Regions from separate parts of the Mus musculus genome. Here region 2 is linked to region 1. The links are chromatin contacts, called in public HiChIP or PLAC-seq maps. All regions are on one chromosome and are shown on one strand. Each heading gives the region's core, a stretch centred on a gene start, on an enhancer-like site or on the middle of the called end of the contact. The rest is flanking DNA. Distances are from core to core; before and after follow the strand shown. Region 1 overlaps Prr5l (proline rich 5 like). Region 2 has its middle 17 kb from the start of Fjx1.

What was found. HiChIP or PLAC-seq counts read pairs in DNA pulled down with a chosen protein or histone mark.
Region 2: an H3K27ac HiChIP or PLAC-seq map of regulatory T cell precursor shows a contact between it and region 1, with 4 times the contacts expected there. The contact joins two enhancer-like sites. A contact is called at or near these places in 3 of 115 datasets of contacts at active chromatin or transcription factors (embryonic basal ganglia, embryonic midbrain and regulatory T cell precursor).

Annotation. Positions count from the first base shown.
Region 1 is chr2:101,755,251-101,758,686 of GRCm38.p6, forward strand. Prr5l (proline rich 5 like) reads right to left here. Exons shown (of 9, transcript NM_175181.5): 4 at 3,260-3,308. Among named protein-coding and RNA genes, the nearest start is that of Prr5l, 41 kb to the right of the region's middle. Within about 2 kb of position 1,326, at least 88 of the 459 cell types and tissues checked have an H3K27ac peak or open chromatin away from gene starts, as enhancers often do. A contact at or near this core is called in regulatory T cell precursor, where this site is marked.
Region 2 is chr2:102,433,011-102,436,466 of GRCm38.p6, forward strand. No RefSeq gene overlaps it. Among named protein-coding and RNA genes, the nearest start is that of Fjx1, 17 kb to the right of the region's middle. Within about 2 kb of position 1,816, at least 18 of the 459 cell types and tissues checked have an H3K27ac peak or open chromatin away from gene starts, as enhancers often do. A contact at or near this core is called in regulatory T cell precursor, where this site is marked.

The DNA.
Region 1 (3,436 bases), core at 76-2,575:
GCATCGTGCAGACCTCACATTGAGGGAGCTTGTTTACATTCTTCTGAAACAACCGGGGGTTGAGGGACTTTCCTGATTGTCCTAGGGCTCGGCTCCTGAAGGCTCGCCCTCCCGCCCGCCACCCCCCCCCCTGCTTTGCTCCAGATCCTTTGTTTGAGCCTCTTGGGGCTTTGCCCCTGAACTGTTGTGAAGCTTCCCAGATCCCAGGGACTCCTTGCTGTGTGGAGATTTCTTGTGCAGATTTGAAAACCTCAGCGGTACCCAGCCCCAGTCTTCCCACTTGAATGTCTCCTGAACTACCTTCACCACGGTGGCCACAGGCAGGAACACCTGCATTGTTATCCTTTATGAACATTTTTTTTTCTTTAAGCTGTTTGTCAAAATTGTCACTGCGTGCTAAAAGAAACCGGTAGCAGCACCCCTTACCACAAGTGGAAAACTCGCTCAGAAATTAACTAACAGCAAACAAATACTGACAGTCACCTATCCCTAGCTAAAACTGCCAAGTTCAAGGTTAGCTCCCTTTTCCTTAACTAAGGAGGCTGCCAAGTCCTGGAGAAGATGGCATAGACTTTCTCTGGCATGACAATAAGGGATAAAGCAAACATTTTCTAAGCCCACCTCTGATGATATTCACTGCCACATTTAGGTTCCTAAATGTCACTTCTGATATGTATTGTTGACAACTCTAAACCGTTGACAGAGGTAAATGGAAGGAAAGTAAATGCTTAGAAACATTGGGGGGAGGGGTGGGGCTGGAAACAAACACCCACAACTTAAAAACAACTGCATTATAAGTGTGTCTAGACGAGTCTTTTTCCAGTTTAGCACCCTAAATAAGAAAAACCCCCGCATTCAAAGTTCTGAAAAAGCATTCCCCACACCACACGCTGAGAAAAAGACGTGGGGTTCACCAAGCACCTTCTCCGGTTAGGTTCCTGGTAGGAAATGGCATGTGGTTGTTAGTTTTGAAGTCTCTGGCATCTTTGTAAGCAGTATTAGCCACCTCCCAAAACCTCAGGGCTTCCCATGTGCACAAGTCCCCACCAGACACACCCTTCCTACCGGCCTAGGGGTAACCCCCAAGGCCAAACAACAGCTGGCATTTAAAACTTGACTGAAACCACAGGGACCCCATCTCTTTCAAATGTCAAGGCAGAAGGCAGCCTAGCCCGGCAGGCTCCTTTCTTCAGGACTTATGAAGAAGAAGAAAAAAAACAAAACAAAACAAAACTATTTTCAGTAGCCTGCCTTCAAACCAATCAATAGAGACCACAGGGGAGCAGAGTAAGGTAGAGGCTGGCCTTTGAGTGAAGGGCAAATAAGATGACTCACAGTTAGGACTCACTATCACATTCTGAGACTTCATCCCTCCCTTCCTCCCCCTAGCCGGGTAACCTGACTGAATTTCAGGTTTCCACTGGGTCTTGATCTAACTAGATTTAGGGTTACTGTCTCTCTCTCTCTTTCTCTCTCCCTCTCCCTCTCCCTCTCCCTCTCCCTCTCCCTCTCCCTCTCCCTCTCTCTCTCTCTCTCTCTCTCTCTCTCTCTCTCTCTCTCTCTCAGACTATGCATGTATATGCAAGAGTGCACACACCTGCACATACACACGTGAATATGAGCTTGCGTTTAGCTGACTGACATCTGTCATCCTTTAATAGTGGACATAAGAGTTGATCACTTCCTGATACTGAGTCAATAAACAAAATGATGTCCCACTTTCTAACTGCAAAAATCTCTCCAAACAGTTTTAAAATTGAGCTCTACTTGGACACAAAATAACACAAAACAAACTACCACCAAAAGCCTATGTGTTTTTAACCTTCCTTTCCCATTCGAATGGATGGGGTTGTGCCTCAGCATAAGAAATAAGAACCAGGATAAATTTAACAAACACTTACTCTCTTATTGTGCTAGCCCGTAAGGCTTTGTAAATAAAAATGTATTTAGTCCCTACAGTAACCCTATATGGGTAGGTCCTAAAGGTTAGGTCCTGGTTTTGTAGAAGAGGAAACTGAAAGAGACAGAAATGGCAACTTGCTCCCAGCAACACACTCAGTAAATGGCCGTGCTGGTTCCTGAACCTGGGTAGCCTGTAGCAAGGTCCATGATCATGACCACCATGTTATGTTGCCATGTTTCATGCTATGTTATGTTACATGCTACAACTAGCATTGAGTTCTCCACCGCTGTTATTTCATGTAAACCACATAATAGGGTAAACTATATTTTTGTCCTCATCTTACAAACAAGAAAACTGAGCCAGACAGAAATAAAGCAGCTTGCCCAGACCCACCTAGCAAATGAGTGAGAACCGGGAGCTGACGTCATGGGAGGGAGGGTCACATAGCCGGCTACTCACCATCAACACCCAAATCCCCCCTGCTCAGAGGTAACGAAGCAGCTTATGTCTATGACTTAGAAACTGTCCTTTGCAGGCACACACACACACACACACACACACACACACACACACACAGGGGAGCAGACAGACAGACACCCCCCCCCCCCCCACACACACACACCTGGGACTTTGGATTTCTTAGCCCCACAACAATGCATAGGCAGGAGGGAAGTCTGCCTATCATACCAATCCTGCTGTCAACAGAACAGACCAGGAGGCCTAGTGACAAGAAATAAACTGTTCAAAGGGCACATAACCCAACTAGACACCACACATAGGACAGGCGGGATTTAGGGCAGTGGTGGAAGTCACTGTCCTCTGGTGGAAAGCTATGTCTTCAGGAATATCAAGTGGATTCTGCCTTTTCCTGCCTGTGTCCCAGAGCTGGACAGTGCAGCTCTCCAGGGACTGTGTGATGTGGAATACACAATCCAGAGTAAGCAGCAGGGAGGAGAAAAGAGCCTTCTAGAAAGCAGGCCATGTGCCTGCTTATTATGGTTTATTCTGGAAACTTTTTTTTTCTCTCAAAAAAAGAAAAAGTGTTTTTCTGTAAGTTAAAGACATATTTTAGAGCTTCTGAGGCACAATTTCTCTTATGATAAGGACAGACAGATGGACCCCAAAGGAGCAACAGTCTCTAACAGTATAAATGAGTCCCGAGACTCAAACGCCTGAGACTGCAAGGGATCTGACTGATCTCCACTCACATCAGGGACCAAGTGGGTGCAGCAGCTCCTTCAGCCCATGTAACTGTGGGTGGGCACTGAGGGAGCAGTCACTGAGTATGGATACCCCTCCCTGTGGGTATGTGAACTGCAATGTAGAATAATGGGCGCTGGGACCTTCCAAGCTTACCTGGAAATAGTCAGTAATGAATGATCCAAGTTCACTCTTCAGCAGCCGCCTGGGGAGAGAGAAACACGGAATCAGACTCAGGCAGCTATTGATGCCATTATAGCTGCTGAAGATGGAGTCCAAAGAATAATGATAACAGACTCATCATGGACGACAATGTGTTCACCATTAGCACCG
Region 2 (3,456 bases), core at 566-3,065, 680 kb after region 1:
CAGGTATAGACACTATGCTAGCTCTTTTGTTTTGTTTTACTTTTTAAAAAATAGACATTGTAATTTGACTGCATGCTTGTATGCGTGATAGTCTCTCATCCCTAGAACAGTTGTGAACTGCCATGTGGTGATGGGAACCTGGGTCCTCTAGAGGAACTGCCAGTGATCTTAGTCACTGAGCCTTCTAGGTCTTTTTATTTAATGTTGTAAAATATACACTTGGGAAGTATATTGAGTGCAATGGCCTTATGTACATACACACTGTTGTATAATCAGCAGTGGTGGCTGTCTTCAAAACTTTATCAATATCCCAAATGGCAACCCTGTGACCATCAAGTGATATCTCTCCTTTCCCTGGTCACCACCAATTTTATACTTTTTGTCTCTGTAAGCCCAACTAATCTACTTATCTCCTATAAATGGGAGGATGGAATATGGGCTGAACATCTTTAATCCAAAAAAATCTAGCATCTAAACTGTTTTAAAGACTGAAACTTTCTGAGTACCATCGTGATGCCACAAATGGAAAGTTTTACACCAAGAAACTTCATTTTATGCTCAAAATTATGAAAATAATTGTATAAAGCTATCTCTATACTATGTGTATAGGAAACAGAAATGAATTTCAGTTTTATATACTAAGTTTCATCCCCAATATCTATCTATCTATCTATCTATCTATCTATCTATCTATCTATCATCAAACTACTTATAAATCAATAATCTATTCATCTAAAAATATTTTTCTCAAATCAAAAATAAAGCATGCTGGTTACAGAATTTCACACAAAGGACTCTCAACCTAGATTTGTGTTTTTATGTTCTGTTCTTTTGAGACAGCTTATCCCTTTGTAGCCCTGGTTAGCCTGGAACTCACTAGGTAACCCAGGCTAATAATGGACTCTCCATTTTACTCCATTATCTATCCAAGTGCTAGGATCATAGTGATGTGGCACCACACCTTGCTTTTATCTGTCATCTTATGCTTGGATGCCTCCACTGTTTGCACATGCTGTAACATGTGCCACATGCTGCCTAAGCATGAGCCATCCTGCCCTTAGGCTGAATGGTATCCTGTGTGGTGCAGACATGTCATATCATGCTCTTCTTTCTTCTACTGTGGGCTCTTTGGATGCTTCCACCCTTTGGCAGTTATGAATAGCACTGCTATGGAACCAGTGTACAAACATCTGCTCAAGTTCTGGCTCATACGCAATCTTTTTGGATTCATATCTAGATGTGAGATTGCAGATTATTATAGCAATTCTATGTTTTGACATTTTGTTTAATCTTTATGAGTCCAGGTTCCTTTTGTATACTCTATTTGGACTAGAAGTGATATTGAAATGCACCCTGTGGGGATTCTCAGGCATTCTTGCTAGACTGCTCTGTCTAATTAGGTCAAGGACCTAGAAGGCAGCACCACAAAACCAGGAGTATGTTACTCACTCATTTGGGCTCTCTGACGCCTACCTCTCCTCTCCTCTCCTCTCCTCTCCTCCTAGTTACAGGTGACAGATTGCCAGAGCAGGAGAAAATAATCCCAGAACAGGCAGCATTATGGTTTAAAACTGTTTTGCTATAGATATGTGTCTGACTGTGACACTTATCCCACCCCCAGCCCACCTCCTCCTTTCTCTGATGGAAGAGCTAAGGCAGGCACACTGGAGTCTGTTAACCCTTCTGGATCCAGCCTCAGCAACTCCTTCAAAGTGTTTGATGTTTCAACAGCCCTGCCTCTGAACAGCAACTTAGCCAGGAGCTGCCAGTCACTTGATGACATCAATTGTTCCATACTGACAGACACTGAAAAGTCTCATTATCGCCAATAACAAGAACACCTCATCCATATCACACCTGTCAAGGCAGTCAAGTTGGGTCACCTATGTATGTGTGTGTGTGCCAGCAAAAGTTGGCTTTTGCCTTCCAGACAAGGGGACTCCTACACACGGATGATTGGGCTTCCTGTTCAGCTTGGTCTTCAGAGGGATGTTGAAGATCAGAAAGAACAACTCTTCAGACACTGAACTCATTCTTCTGAGGTTACTTTGAACCTGTTGCTGATCTTAACAGAGACAGGCTGTTCAGAGAAAAGTGCTAACCCAGGAGACCCCCCAAGCCAATGGGAGAAAGTTAGCAAAGAGTCCTTGGACCTGTGCAATGGCAGCTGTTCAGTGGTCACTTGGCAAAACCATCTTCAAGATGCTCAGGCAGAGCTTTCTAGGAAAATCACTTTTGGCTGCAGTAATGGGAGGCCTATTTAAAGGCAGTCGTCACTGAGGGTGATGTAGAGATCCCAGGGTTTGGCAGCAAATGGGCTGGAGTTTGTCTCTATACTAATAAAGTATGGAATAGGGAAGCAAATTACTTAATCTTGTTGTGACTGTTTTCCATGTGCCCTTATCTAGATTTGTATACCACAGTGATGGATATATTATTCAAAATAGCCAAGATGTGGAGCCAGTGTAGAGATCCACCGATGGATGGGTAGATACAGAAAATCTGGCATGTAGACACAATGGAATCTTATTCAGCTGGTATACACTTGTAAATTTAACACTTGGAGTCTGAGGCAGGAGGATCAGGAGTTTGGGGGCATGAAGTCATTTGGATCTACAAAGTGAGACACCCCCCACCATATTTAAATATTAATGTATGATACACAGTATACACTCTATAATTATTAGATACTACTGTTTTATGCTACTTTCATTTGTTAAAATATCAGGTGAGATAGATATAAATAATCAGAGTGTATGTACAGAATGTAAAATGCACACTCAATTAGAACACATCTGTGTTGAATTTTCCTGAGAACAACTGGCAGTGTCATTTCTGTCAAGGTGTTTGAGTCTGATTCTACCTCCCACATGCTGGAAGCCAGAAGCCTTTTCTAATCTGATTCTGCCCATCAGCACAGTGTCATGATTAAGTGAGTCACCTCTGGAGTCAATTACCAGGATTCAAATTATAGCACTCCAACTTCCACGTTTTAATCTATGAACAGTTTCTTATTTTCTTCCTCCTTCAGTTTTCTAAACTATAAAATAGGGATAAATCTTGTATCTGCCACTTAGGTCTTCCTAGTGGGGTACTTGGCAGGATGCAAACTATGTAAGCAAGACCAGACATTTTTACTACTCCACCTTCCCTGTACACCTGCTGTAGGTAGAGGTAGAGAGGTAGTGCAGGATCCCAGCCAGAGCACAATGGCTCAGCTCAGAGCTGATTGTGTTTGTGTCCTGGGTTTGCATTCAGGAGACCTCACAATGGTGTTACACACATGGGAGTGCTTGCACCATGGACACTGGCAAATGGTACCAGTCCAGTGCTCTCACCTTGCCCTTTGCAATGCTAGTTGCTGAACATTCACCAACACACCCCTGGATACAAGAGAGTCCACTAAGCCACCATACCTGCTTTTCCATAGCTCCCCCAAGAAGTGAGAGGAAGTGG